2 separate regions of the Oryctolagus cuniculus genome follow, and region 2 is linked to region 1. Evidence: chromatin contacts called from public Micro-C data. All regions are on one chromosome and are shown on one strand. The core of a region is the stretch at or near the end of the contact, and the rest is flanking DNA. Distances in the headings are between cores, read along the strand shown.

Region 1 (5,759 bases), core at 1,348-3,847:
GGGGGTGAATGTGAGTGTGTGGTCGGAGCGAGGAATGACCGACTGAATGAATGAATGAGTGCTGGGAGCTTGCTCACAGGACTCAGACTCTCCTTTTTTTTCTGGCTGCTGTTAAATTGGCTAAGACAGATTTGCATTTATTTTCACGCTGAGGAATTTTAGGCTGTTTTTCAGAGGCAGGAAAGGGCAAAGCAGCAGACAGCATTAGAGATTTGACCTTGTAACTGCGGCAGGACAGGAGGAAGGCCAGGGAGGATCGGGCTCAGGCAGGGGGTGCAGGTCCCCAGACCCCAGCTCCCAAACACTGGGCAGGATGGTATTTGTGTGTGCCCTCTGCAGAGCTTCCTCAGGAAATACTGAGTTCTGGGCACTGGGTATACAGTGGCGGGCAAAGTAGAAGCATTCAGGAGATGGAGGTTAAACAGTCCCAGGAAGTAAACCTCAGGTTACAAACCGGTAAGTGCAAAGAGCAACAGAAGGCTCCGGACCGCTATTGATTGAGAAGGCAGGTCAGAGAGGGAGTCTCACAGAAATAGCAGTTCACGGAAACCCGAGAGAACAGGAGGAATGCATCAGGTGAAAAGCAGGGTGAAGAACCTTCCATGCAGAGGAGATGTTATGTACAGAGGTCCTAAGGCAAGAGGGAATCTAGCAGGTTTCAGGACGGGAAGAAAGCCGGTGTGGCTCAGCTCAGCAACAGTGGGGAGAGGTGGGCGGTGCCAGGCCATGCAGGACAGTGATGGCTGCAGCAAGGCTTGTGGGTGATGTGGCATGTATGATGGGGGACTTGTAGCAGGAAAGTGACTTGGGACACACTGGAGGGTCCGATTTTTGTGTTAAGAAAATTATCTTAGCTGTGATGTGGTATATGGTTAGCTATGTTAGGAAAAGTAAGGCAGCTAAACACAATTAGAGAGCTGGAGGACTTGAAGGGACCAACTAGTGCAAACCCCTCATTTAACAAAGCCCAAGAGAGGCTACGAACCTTGTTGTTATTAGTGTCATAGCTGTTAGTGGTGCAGCCTGGTCTTGAACTCTTTTGCCTGTCTCTCAGTCCAGTTTTCTTTCTTCACGTCCTCTGCCAAATATGTAGCAAATTATTGGTTCAGAACCCAGCAGCAACCCTGTGCATGCACTCCGCCCCCGCTTAGTTAGGGATGGGGACATCAAACCAGCAGGGAGCACGCTGAGATCACCAACATTTTGGCCAAGGTTTGCAAAATCTTAAGCTTTTAAAAGAGCCCAATGAGAGAGATACTAGGGAGAAGTATGTGAGAAATGTGCCTCCCACTATTTAGTCTTCCTCTCTCTCATCTAAAAATAAATAAATAAAAAAGAAGAAAAGAAGCAGCTATTAACTAACAGGTCCATTCAGCCACGGTATGCTTGCCAGATTTGGAGCCCTGGTTTCTATGGACAGTAAGAAGCTTGGGAGAGAAATTCTAAGCAAGGAGACTTTAGAATCCTCCAGGATGACTAATAGTAAACAGATATTTGTCTTCTACTTTTATAAATTTAAAAAGAAATTATTTGAGAGGCACAGAGAGAGGGGGAGAGAGAGCACACCCCAATTTGGTTTACTCCTCAAATGTCCACAACAGCCCCAGCCAGACTGGGGGGCTGAAGCCAGGAGTCTGGAATGCAGTCTGGGTGCCACGTGGGGCAGAAACCCAACTGTTTGAGTGATTACTGCCATACCCCAGGGCATAGTAGGAAACTGGAGTCAGGAGTGGAGCCCGGTCTTGAACACAGGTGATCAAAAATGGGAGGAGAGCCTCTTAACTGGCATCTTAACAAGCCAAACCTTTGGGAATTTTAAAGAGAATTAGTAGAAAGCAGAATAAAATATTGGACCTTGTTGTAAGCAGTGTGCTCTGGGTGTTTTTTTTTTTTCTTTTATTTAACCTCACTCTTTACACTACTGCCAGACTTAAATCTTCCTTAAAAAATAAAAAATTTCCCCTTTCATCCTGTAACCCTGATCATGAACCCCTAGGACTCACCCTTAGTCTGAAAGAGAAAACACAGGCTGCTCAGCTTGCTTAGCCTTTGAGAGCCTTTGTAACCCAGGCTCCACTGAACTTTTTCATTTTATCTTTCATACTTACTTGCTCGAGGTCCCGAGCATGCTCCCTCCCATTTGGGGGCTTGTAACCCAGAAGCCCTCCATCCTCCTAATTCCCATCTTAATCTGACCCCTTCAGTCTCGTCTCCTACTTTGCCATGAATCTCTTATTGGCTTCATCCCTCAGGGGGCTCCTCCAGCCCAGGTCTGCAGCATTTCCCATCTGTCTGACTCCCCCACCCCTTCTCACATGATTCCTTAGGGAGAGCAGGTTTCTCTGGACCCACATTTTTCAAGTGAAAACACTGTCTTCTTCATTCACCCTTACAGAGGGAAGTGAGTTCTAGGAGAAGAGATGCCTAGATGAGGTGTGACCTGGTGCACAGGGCCCCTTTGGTCCACAAAGACCCCCAGGCTGTGCCACCAGGATCCTTACTGGACTAGTTGAAGGGCAAGGGCAGGACCAAGGGGGAGGCACCTATATTTCCTATGTTTAGGGAGGCACAGAGCTTGAGGAGAAATATTTGCTCAGGAGAAAACCCAAGCACCAAAAAACACCTTCTGAGGCTTATGAGGGACAGGATAGTGTGTACTGTTACGGGTAAGAACACGCACTGTGGAGTGAGGCCAAATGAGAATCCTGGCTTTTCCACGTTTTCCAGCTACGTGATCTCAGGTAGATTACTTCAAAAGCCTGCATTCCTCTGTCTGTGAAATAGGGAGGATAATAGTGTCTGCCACGTACAGATTTTGTGAGAATTAAGGTAAAGCATGTAAAATGCTGAGTGTAGTATCATGCGGGTAGGAAACATCTGCTATTCAATGCTGTCGGTTGTTTCCAGGAAGAGGGGGAAGGATTGAAAGACCAAGAGGCAGGACAGGTTGGTTCTCTCCTAGCAGTGCATGTTAGCCTTTTCAGTCCCTTCCCATGTTCCAACTCGATGTCCCAAACCCAGCATATAGAAGAGGCAGCTGTAACCTGACCCCCGATGGGTGGGTAGAGGCCCCATTGGCTCTGGACAGCTTGGCTGTGGTTGCTGGATGAAGCCTGGCTCCAGCCCATCCTTCATTTTATTCTCCTAGCAGATAAAGCCTTGGAACCAGGTAATTCCTGCCACATGTACCCCAAGGTCTTGGCTCTCTTGCCTGTTTGGTTCCTGAGTCAAACAGCTCCCACCTGTCCTGCATTGAATTCAGTGGATCCAACCCACACAACCTTGAGAGAGTTTCTAAAAATAGCTCCCAGCAGGGTCTCTGGGGCCCACGCACTGCCCTCTGAGCAGGAGCTCATTTTCCCAGGAAAAGAAACCACAGCACTGTCTGCATCTTCACATTGCTCCCTGGCTTCCACCTCTGTGTATGTGTGTGTGTGTGTGTTTAAGCCAAATTCAAAACCTGATTCATGAAGAAAATGGATTTTCCATGGGTCCACCTTGTAATTGGCTCAGGTTCTGCAGTAGAATGTGGAATGAACTCAGGCTAATAATGTGGGATTTTTTTTCTTTGTCATCTGGTGCTGGTCGCTCAGGTGGGAAGACAAATAGCAGCACAAGCATCCTCACTCCAGATGTCACCTTGCGTTCATATTGAACTGCAGTGGATGCTGGAGAAGTAGGCAGTAGCTTCTGTGAAAGCTCATGGTTAAGAATACAGATCATAGATCCAGACTCCTTGAGTCCATTTCTTAGCTTTGTGTGACCTTGAACAACTTATTTAACCATCCTGAGATTCCGTTTCCTTGACTATCAGCTATGGATAAGTAATCCAATAAATGCAAAATGATTAAAAAGCACTTTGTAATTATGTTATGGGGCTGAGGACATCAGTCATGACTGACAACCCCTGTTACACCAGAGCCGTGCACACAACCTTGATTCTGAGTAGAAAGGTTTTTCAAGACTATACAGAGAGCAACAATGGGAATGGTTACTCAAGAGCTTTCTCTAGCTGTCCAGTTTCCTATGGGCATCTCCTATTTCTAGCCAATACACATCATGTGCCTACCCATCAGATTCCCCAATATAATCTAGAAGCTGTGAGTCTACCATTTCTGAGCCCTAGCACCTGTGAATCCTATCTGCAAGCTCCTTGAAGAGAGGTCCTTGGGCCTCTTTTACTTAGTGGCATTTAATTACATGACATCATGTAAAGGTCATTTGCTGAATAGCTGGTTGAGTACCCAGGGCAACACAGCCTTGGCAGTTGTGTGAGCTGGCAACAGGATCCTTTGCCTCAACCCCACATTCCTCTCTCTCATACTCTAGCACTTTTTCATGGTTTACCATTTGTTTCCAACCTTGTATTCCCTTCTCCATCTATGTGACTACCTATTTCACTGGAGAAAAAAAAATAACCAAATTAAGATGACTCTCCTATCTTCCCTCCCTTCACCCCAAAGTGTAGCTTTATTTACAGTATCATTTTTAAACTTCCTCTGTTCCACCAGCAAAGAGTCCCTTCTGTTAGTGAATATCCCAACATCCTGTTCTCTTGACCTAATTTTGTTCAGTTCCTCCTATCCACTGATTGTTTCTTCTCATGTTTTCTCTTTTTTTTTTTTTTTTTTTTTATCTTTTATTTAATGAATATAAATTTCCAAAGTACGACTCATGGGTTACAATGGCTTTCCCCCCCATACCGTCCCTCCCACCCACAACCCTCCCCTTTCCCACTCCCTCTCCCCTTCCATTCACATCAAGATTCATTTTCGATTATCTTAATATACAGAAGATCAGCTTAGTATACCTTAAGTAAGGATTTCAAGTTTGTTCCCACACAGAAACATAAAGTGAAAAATAATAGATAATTTTTTTTAAATGATGATGAAATCAGATCAGACCTATTGTCATGTTTAATCCCAGTGAGAGTCAAGTTGGGAATTGATAATTTCTTTCTTTTTTTTTTTTTTTTTACAGAAGATCAGTTTAGTGTACATTAAGTAAAGATAACTTTTTTGTGCCTAGTTGCCTCTTGACCTTGGAAATAAAGGCTTCTCCTTGATTTCTTAGGAGAGAAAGAAAAGCAACAACAAATCAAAACTGTCTATGACTTTGTGCTTTCCTCTTTTTTTTTCTTTTTTTCTTTCTTTTTTTTTATTTATTTATTTTTTTGATAGGCAGAGTGGACAGTGAGAGAGAGAGACAGAGAGAGAAAGGTCTTCCCTTGCCGTTGGTTCACCCTCCAATGGCCGCCGCTGCAGCCGGCGCACCGCGCTGATCCGATGGCAGGAGCCAGGATCCAGGTGCTTTTTCCTGGTCTCCCATGGGGTGCAGGGCCCAAGCACCTGGGCCATCCTCCACTGCACTCCCTGGCCATAGCAGAGAGCTGGCCTGGAAGAGGGGCAACCGGGACAGAATCTGGCGCCCCGACCGGGACTAGAACCCGGTGTGCCGGCGCCGCAAGGTGGAGGATTAGCCTAGTGAGCCACGGCGCCGGCTCGTGCTTTCCTCTTCAAGCTGCATCATAACATCTCCCTTTCACCATTAGTGTTCCTGGAAAAGCAGTCTAAAATTCACCATGTGTACTCCTTTCTGCTCACTTCTAAACCCACGGCACTCTGTGCTTGTCCCCACAGTCAGCTTTAAAATTCCTTCTACACTGTTTTTACTGTGTCTACTTCCCAGGCAATCCTTCCCATCAATTTTCCCTTGAATTCATCCCCATTTGGGAATCTTGTCAGGTTGCTGGCATTCTT
Region 2 (5,501 bases), core at 1,862-4,361, 120 kb before region 1:
AACTTATTTCTGAAGGTGTTCTCAGAGGCTGCCAGCCCACATCTCTGTAGCAGAGCTTCAGTGTGCAGATTAGCCCTCCCCTCAACTTCCAAGATTGAGACTTCCACATGTTACCAAAACAGATGCGAGAAGAGGTTATTCTGCCTGGGATGAAGGTGAGGAGGTGGTAGGAAGGCTTGAAGCTTGGGTAAGAGTTCGTTAGTCACCAAAGGGAGAAACAGTCTAGGCTACCAGGCCCCCTCAAAGAAAGATAGCAAATTGAATGGGGAGCTGGGGGCTCTTGTGGAGAATGAAGGTGGCAATGGTAAAGCTGAGCAAGAAAGGCTGGCTGAGGTCACGTTGTAAAAGCTTTCATTTTGGCAAAAGATCAGCCGATGCTTTATCTAAAGAGATGAAGATGGGGAATAAAAGGCTGCTACAGTCACTCATGCAGGAAACAAGGCAATTACTGGAGATACACAAGACTGCCAGATGTGAGAATGACATTAAGACAAACAGCTATTAGGTGAGGGGGGAGGCAGGCTTGGCTAATAAAAGATAAAGGAGGAAAGAGAGCTGAAGAGAAAAGAGGTGCCCTGTTCATTTCTAAACGAATTCTGGTATCCAGATGGGTTGCTCTTGAGTTGGGCTCTGCCCTCTCACAGAATCCCAGAGCTGTTAGCACCGCTCAGTAAAGGGGAGCCCCCACCCCCGGGAGTCCAGAAGGCTCTAGAAAATCCAAGGGTCATTTACTACGGAGACACATTAGCAAAGAGAGCCAGCAGTGGTGGAAGTGACCAAGAACTCCAGGAGGAGTGGGAGATCTGGTTAGGTCTGCCTCTGTAGGCTAACCAGGCTGGCCATTTGGGGAAATCGTTCAGCTCAGGACTGGGCTTACAGAACCAGAGCTGGTGACCTGAATCTATCCACAGCAAAGAAGAAACAGTGAATATCAAAGGGCTTACGTTTCCCCTCTGGGGATATTGAGGCAGCCAAGCAGAAGGATCAGACACTTGCAGAGGAGAAAAGAGGGATCTCTGTGCTTAATCACTGTCCCCACTGATGCGAATGTCACAGTGGTGAAGGCCAGAGGTTAAAGGCCAGACATCAGAGCAAAGTAAATGACTTCATCCCAACTGCAGCCTACTGTGCACCAAGCCATCTCTTTCATCCTTACCAGCACAGCGCCCTCCCAGTAGATAAAGACCATAACTCATGGCGGCTGTGCATCCGTGGAAGCTGTGACTATCTCCAAAATGAGTCTGGTTTTTGTCTTTTTTTTTAAGATTTATTTATTTACTTGAAAATCAGAGTTACACAGAGAGGGAGGAGAGGCAGAGAGAGAGAGAGAGGTCTTCCATCCGCTGGTTCACTCCCCAGATGGCCGCAACAGCCAGACCTGTGCAGATCTGAAGCCAGGAGCCAGGAACTTCTTCCAAGTCTCCCATGTGGGTTCAGGGGCCCAAAGACTTGGGCCGTCTTCTACTGCTTTCCCAGGCCATAGCAGAGAGCTGGATCGGAAATGGAGCAGCCAGGACTTGAACTGGCGCCCATATGGAATGTTGGCACTGCAGGCGGCGGCTTTACCCACTACAACACAGCGCCAGCCCCTGGTTTTTGTATTTTTGAAAACTGGTTATAAGAACATGAGGATTTCCACTCTGGCTCTACCCCATAGCTCATTGATTCTAATGGGTTAGGAGTATCAGCTGTGGGATTTGCCGCCTTTACTTGGGATGGCAAAGAATAAAACTCACCAACGAAGACCAGGTGTGGTCAATCAAAGAAAACCTGCCAGACTTTACCTATAAACCTGATGAATGCAGAGCAGGTGCTGTGGGGGTTGGCGATCACTGGTGACCAGAGACAAGGTACCTGTCAGGGCTGGAGAAACTTCCAAGCCCATCCCACAGATGCAGCCGTTGTCCCGGAAGCAGCCCTGCACTGTGACTGAAGCTTCTCGCTGTGTTCTTTCCCTCCCCACCCACACACAGGTAATTCTTTAACTTCATTAATGTAGAATGCATGTGTTATTTAAAAGCCAGAGTTGTGGGAGGTGGGGGGAGAAAGAGAGGTCTTCCATCCACTGGTTCACTCCCCAAATGGCTGCAATGGCCAGATCTGGGCCAATTTGAGCCAGGAGCCTGGAGCTTCTTCTGAGTCTCTCACAGGGGTACAGGGGCCCAAACACTTGGGCCATCTTCCGCTGCTTTCCCAGGCCACAGCAAAGAGCCAGATTGGAAGTAGAACAGGCAAGACTGGAACCTGCACCCATATGGGATGCTGGCACTGCAGGAGGCAGGTTTACCTGCTGTGCCACAGCGCCAGCCCCCAAATGCTTAGACCATATGAAAGAGAGGTGGAGAGAAACATCCACATTCAGAGGGGACAAGTGGGAAATTCTCAGTCTTTAGCACCTCTTTCAGAGACTGAATGCAAACCTGGCTCTTCTGAGTTCTGGTCAGAGCCTTCTCCATAGTCCATAGATGTCCCACAGTTCCCCATTTTGGTAGGTAATTGAGAAAGAACCATGGGGAAACCATTTCTCTGCTGTGCCTTTAAGAGCTGGGAACACTCAGGAAGGGAGAGGTCCGGAGAAGCAGAGAACTGGACAGCAAAGGCAAAAATGGAAGATTCTACCTCTTTGTCCTAGAGATATGATTTATCTCAATTGGCTTAGGGCCTTCCGTAGGGGTTGGACACATTTCTGGCCTGCAATTCTAAGAAAGGAATTCTGACCTTAGTGATTGAGAAAACTCTAGCACTTCCTTACAAAGGACTTTCATTTCCTGATAGCTTTGCTCTGGAAGCATTACTGTCTGAATAATTGTTGTTATTTCTTTTAAGAAAATTCTGAGCTCAACCCTGAGATTTTCAGCTGTCCACCTGGACAGTCAGGCTTGTAGCCCATTGTACCTTTCTGCCCAAGGAGCCATGCTGCCCCATGCAATAGCTTTTCAGAGATAGGGAAAGATCGGTATTCAATTCTTTGCTGTGCCTTTAAGAGCTGCAGGAATACAAAGGAAATCAGGAAGAGAGGTGGGGTCTCCCTCCCAGTGGAACTTCTGGGAAAAGTATCCTGGGAATTTTTGCCAAAAGTTACAAGAGATTCCAACTCCAAGAAGGAGGGGGTGGTTTGTCTTGGATCAGGCCTGTGATTGGACTGCAGAATCTACTAGGGAGGCTGGAAGCAGAAGTAAAAAGGCAGTAGCTGGGGGAGGGGAATAGGGGCTGGACGACCTCCCCACCTCCACCCCAATGTACACATCCACAGCCTCAGGGCTGAAAGCAGCCCACAGTCACTAGCCTGGGGAGGGTCCCTGCGTGTGTCAAGGGTGAGGGAAATAGATACTGGACCCAGGGAGCTCTCTGCACCAAGTTGGCCTGCAAGGCCTCCAGGGACCAATTTACCAACAGCTGGACTTGATCACCAGCTTGCAAACTGAGATCATGCATGGGGTGGAACAACAAGTGACCGTTGCTCTGCGGCTGTGCAAGAAGTTGTTTTCTGAGGATTTGCCACAGCAGCGGCTACAAAGCTGGAACCACCACCTGGACCCCGAGTCGTCTTCTAGAACCACAACGTAAGGGGTTTCACGCCCGGAAGTCTGTAGGATGATGGTCCTTCAGCGAGTTTCTGCCCTTCTGCTTCTGTTCCTTGCAGCATTTCTGCCTCCACCACAGTGTGCGCAGGACCCTGCCATGGTACATTACATCTACCAGCGCTTTCGAGTCTTGGAGGTAGGTGGCATCTGTGCACGCCTCCCAGAAGCCACTTTGTTTTACCCACACTTCCCTAGCTACTGGGATGCATGTTTCCCGGATAGGAAATGACAACCACGTTGCTAAGATTACGGCTTACAAATGTTCCTGGTCGAGCAGTTGAAGGCACCGGCTCCACAGTCCTGCCTCTTCCACTCCCAGACCTTGAGCTTAGCTTCACTCTAGACTCTCATCTGGCAGTTTTCTTCATCTGTAAAATAGGGATAAAAATGGAATTTGCCTTCTAAGGCTATCCTGAAGATTTAATAAATTAATGCATACTTAGAATTTTTGGGATGGTGGTAAATATCCAAAATGTTGGACATCCGAAATTCAATAGTTCGTTGAGTTAAATGTAAAAACTAAAAATTTGGGTCATTTTTTCTTCATGTTTACTGTATCAAGATAAGAATGAATTTTATCGTTATCTGTTTATGAAAAATCATAAGGTCACTGTAAACAGTCCCAATATCCATGTAACAGGAAGCAAAGTCTTTGCTGCTCTTGCCAATCTGGAGTTGGACTTAGAAATAAGCAGATTCCAGCAATGCTAATAGAGAGAAAGCATGTGGGCTGCCACCTCATTAAAACGTGCAAATTCTAAGATTGCAGCGTGGACAGGCTCCCAAGGAAAAATGTCATGCTCCATGCTAGACTTTGCCACACCCCAGCACTGGCATTAACTATTTCATACTTAATGCCTTGCTTTTGTACAAGTTAACTGATAAATTATGTATCTTCTTTTAAAGAAATTCTTATCTCCAATACTTATTTTCTATATTTTTTTAAAAAATCTTTAAGTCCAAATTATCTGGTTATCTAGTTTTAGAGCCAGGGTAAAATAAATCCATAAAATAGGCTGAAAACATTTCCCACCATTCTCCAGCCATACATACTGAGGATGAGATATATGTTCCCAGGCCAGTGGCCTCTTGCTGATGCTTTCCTTTTTTTAAGATTTATTTTTTTATTTATTTGAAAGGCAGAGTTACAGAGAGAGAGAGAGACAGAGACAGAGAGAGGGAGAGATCTGTGCCAGGCCACAGCCAGGAACCTGAAGCTTCTTCTGGGTCTCCCACATGGTGCAGGGACACAGGCACTTGGGCCATCTGCTGCTGCTTTCCCAGGCATATTAGCAGGGAGCTGGATAGGAAGTAGAGCAGCTGGGACTCAAACTGGCATCCATATGGGATACTGGCATCACAGGTGGCACTTTATCTGCTACACAGCGTCTTCCCTTGCTTACTCTCAGATACCTCCTCCCCAGTCTCACCTGCTTAAACCTGCCAGAATTACATACAACACTTAGCACTGACTTGCCCTGAATACAGCCAGCCAAATCCCTAACAATTGTCCTTCAATGCTAGTCTGCAGAACAGGGTGTAAGGTACAGACTAGGGGCAGGCACTGTGTCACAGCAGTTAAGCCACAGTCTGGGATGCCCACATCCCATATTGGAGTGCCTAGGATCAAAACCCAACCCTTCCTGGTTATAACTTCTTGCTCATGTGCACTCTGGGAGGCAGCACATGATGGCTCAAGTACTTGCATCCCTGCAATCCACTGGAGACTCAGGTTGAGTTTGGGGCTCTTGGCTTTGGCCTGGCCCAGCCCTGATTGCCTGATTGTGGCAGGCGTTTAGGGAGTGAATCAGCAAATGGAAAATCTCTCTCTCTCTCTCTCTCTCTCTCTCTCCTTTTGAAATAGCTTTGACTCTGTTACTCTGCATTTCAAATAAATACACATAAAGAAACAGAATA

Evidence for each region. A called contact is a pair of places that touch in the nucleus more often than the background predicts.
Region 2: a contact with region 1 is called in a Micro-C map of ear pinna, with 2.2 times the contacts expected there. The contact joins the promoter of OLFML1 here to the enhancer-like site in region 1. A contact is called at or near these places in 3 of 6 Hi-C or Micro-C datasets (ear pinna, psoas muscle and an unstated tissue).

What each region holds. Positions count from the first base shown.
Region 1 is chr1:58,868,054-58,873,812 of mOryCun1.1, reverse strand. All of the region lies in intron 2 of PPFIBP2 (PPFIA binding protein 2), which reads left to right. LOC127484219 (a long non-coding RNA gene) reads right to left here. Exons shown (of 3, transcript XR_007911045.2): 1 at 986-5,759. Among named protein-coding and RNA genes, the nearest start is that of PPFIBP2, 85 kb to the left of the region's middle. Within about 2 kb of position 2,597, at least 1 of the 8 cell types and tissues checked has an H3K27ac peak or open chromatin away from gene starts, as enhancers often do. A contact at or near this core is called in ear pinna, where this site is marked.
Region 2 is chr1:58,985,367-58,990,867 of mOryCun1.1, reverse strand. It overlaps OLFML1 (olfactomedin like 1), which reads left to right and starts at 3,111. Exons shown (of 3, transcript XM_051823924.2): 1 at 3,111-3,720. The coding sequence starts at 3,595.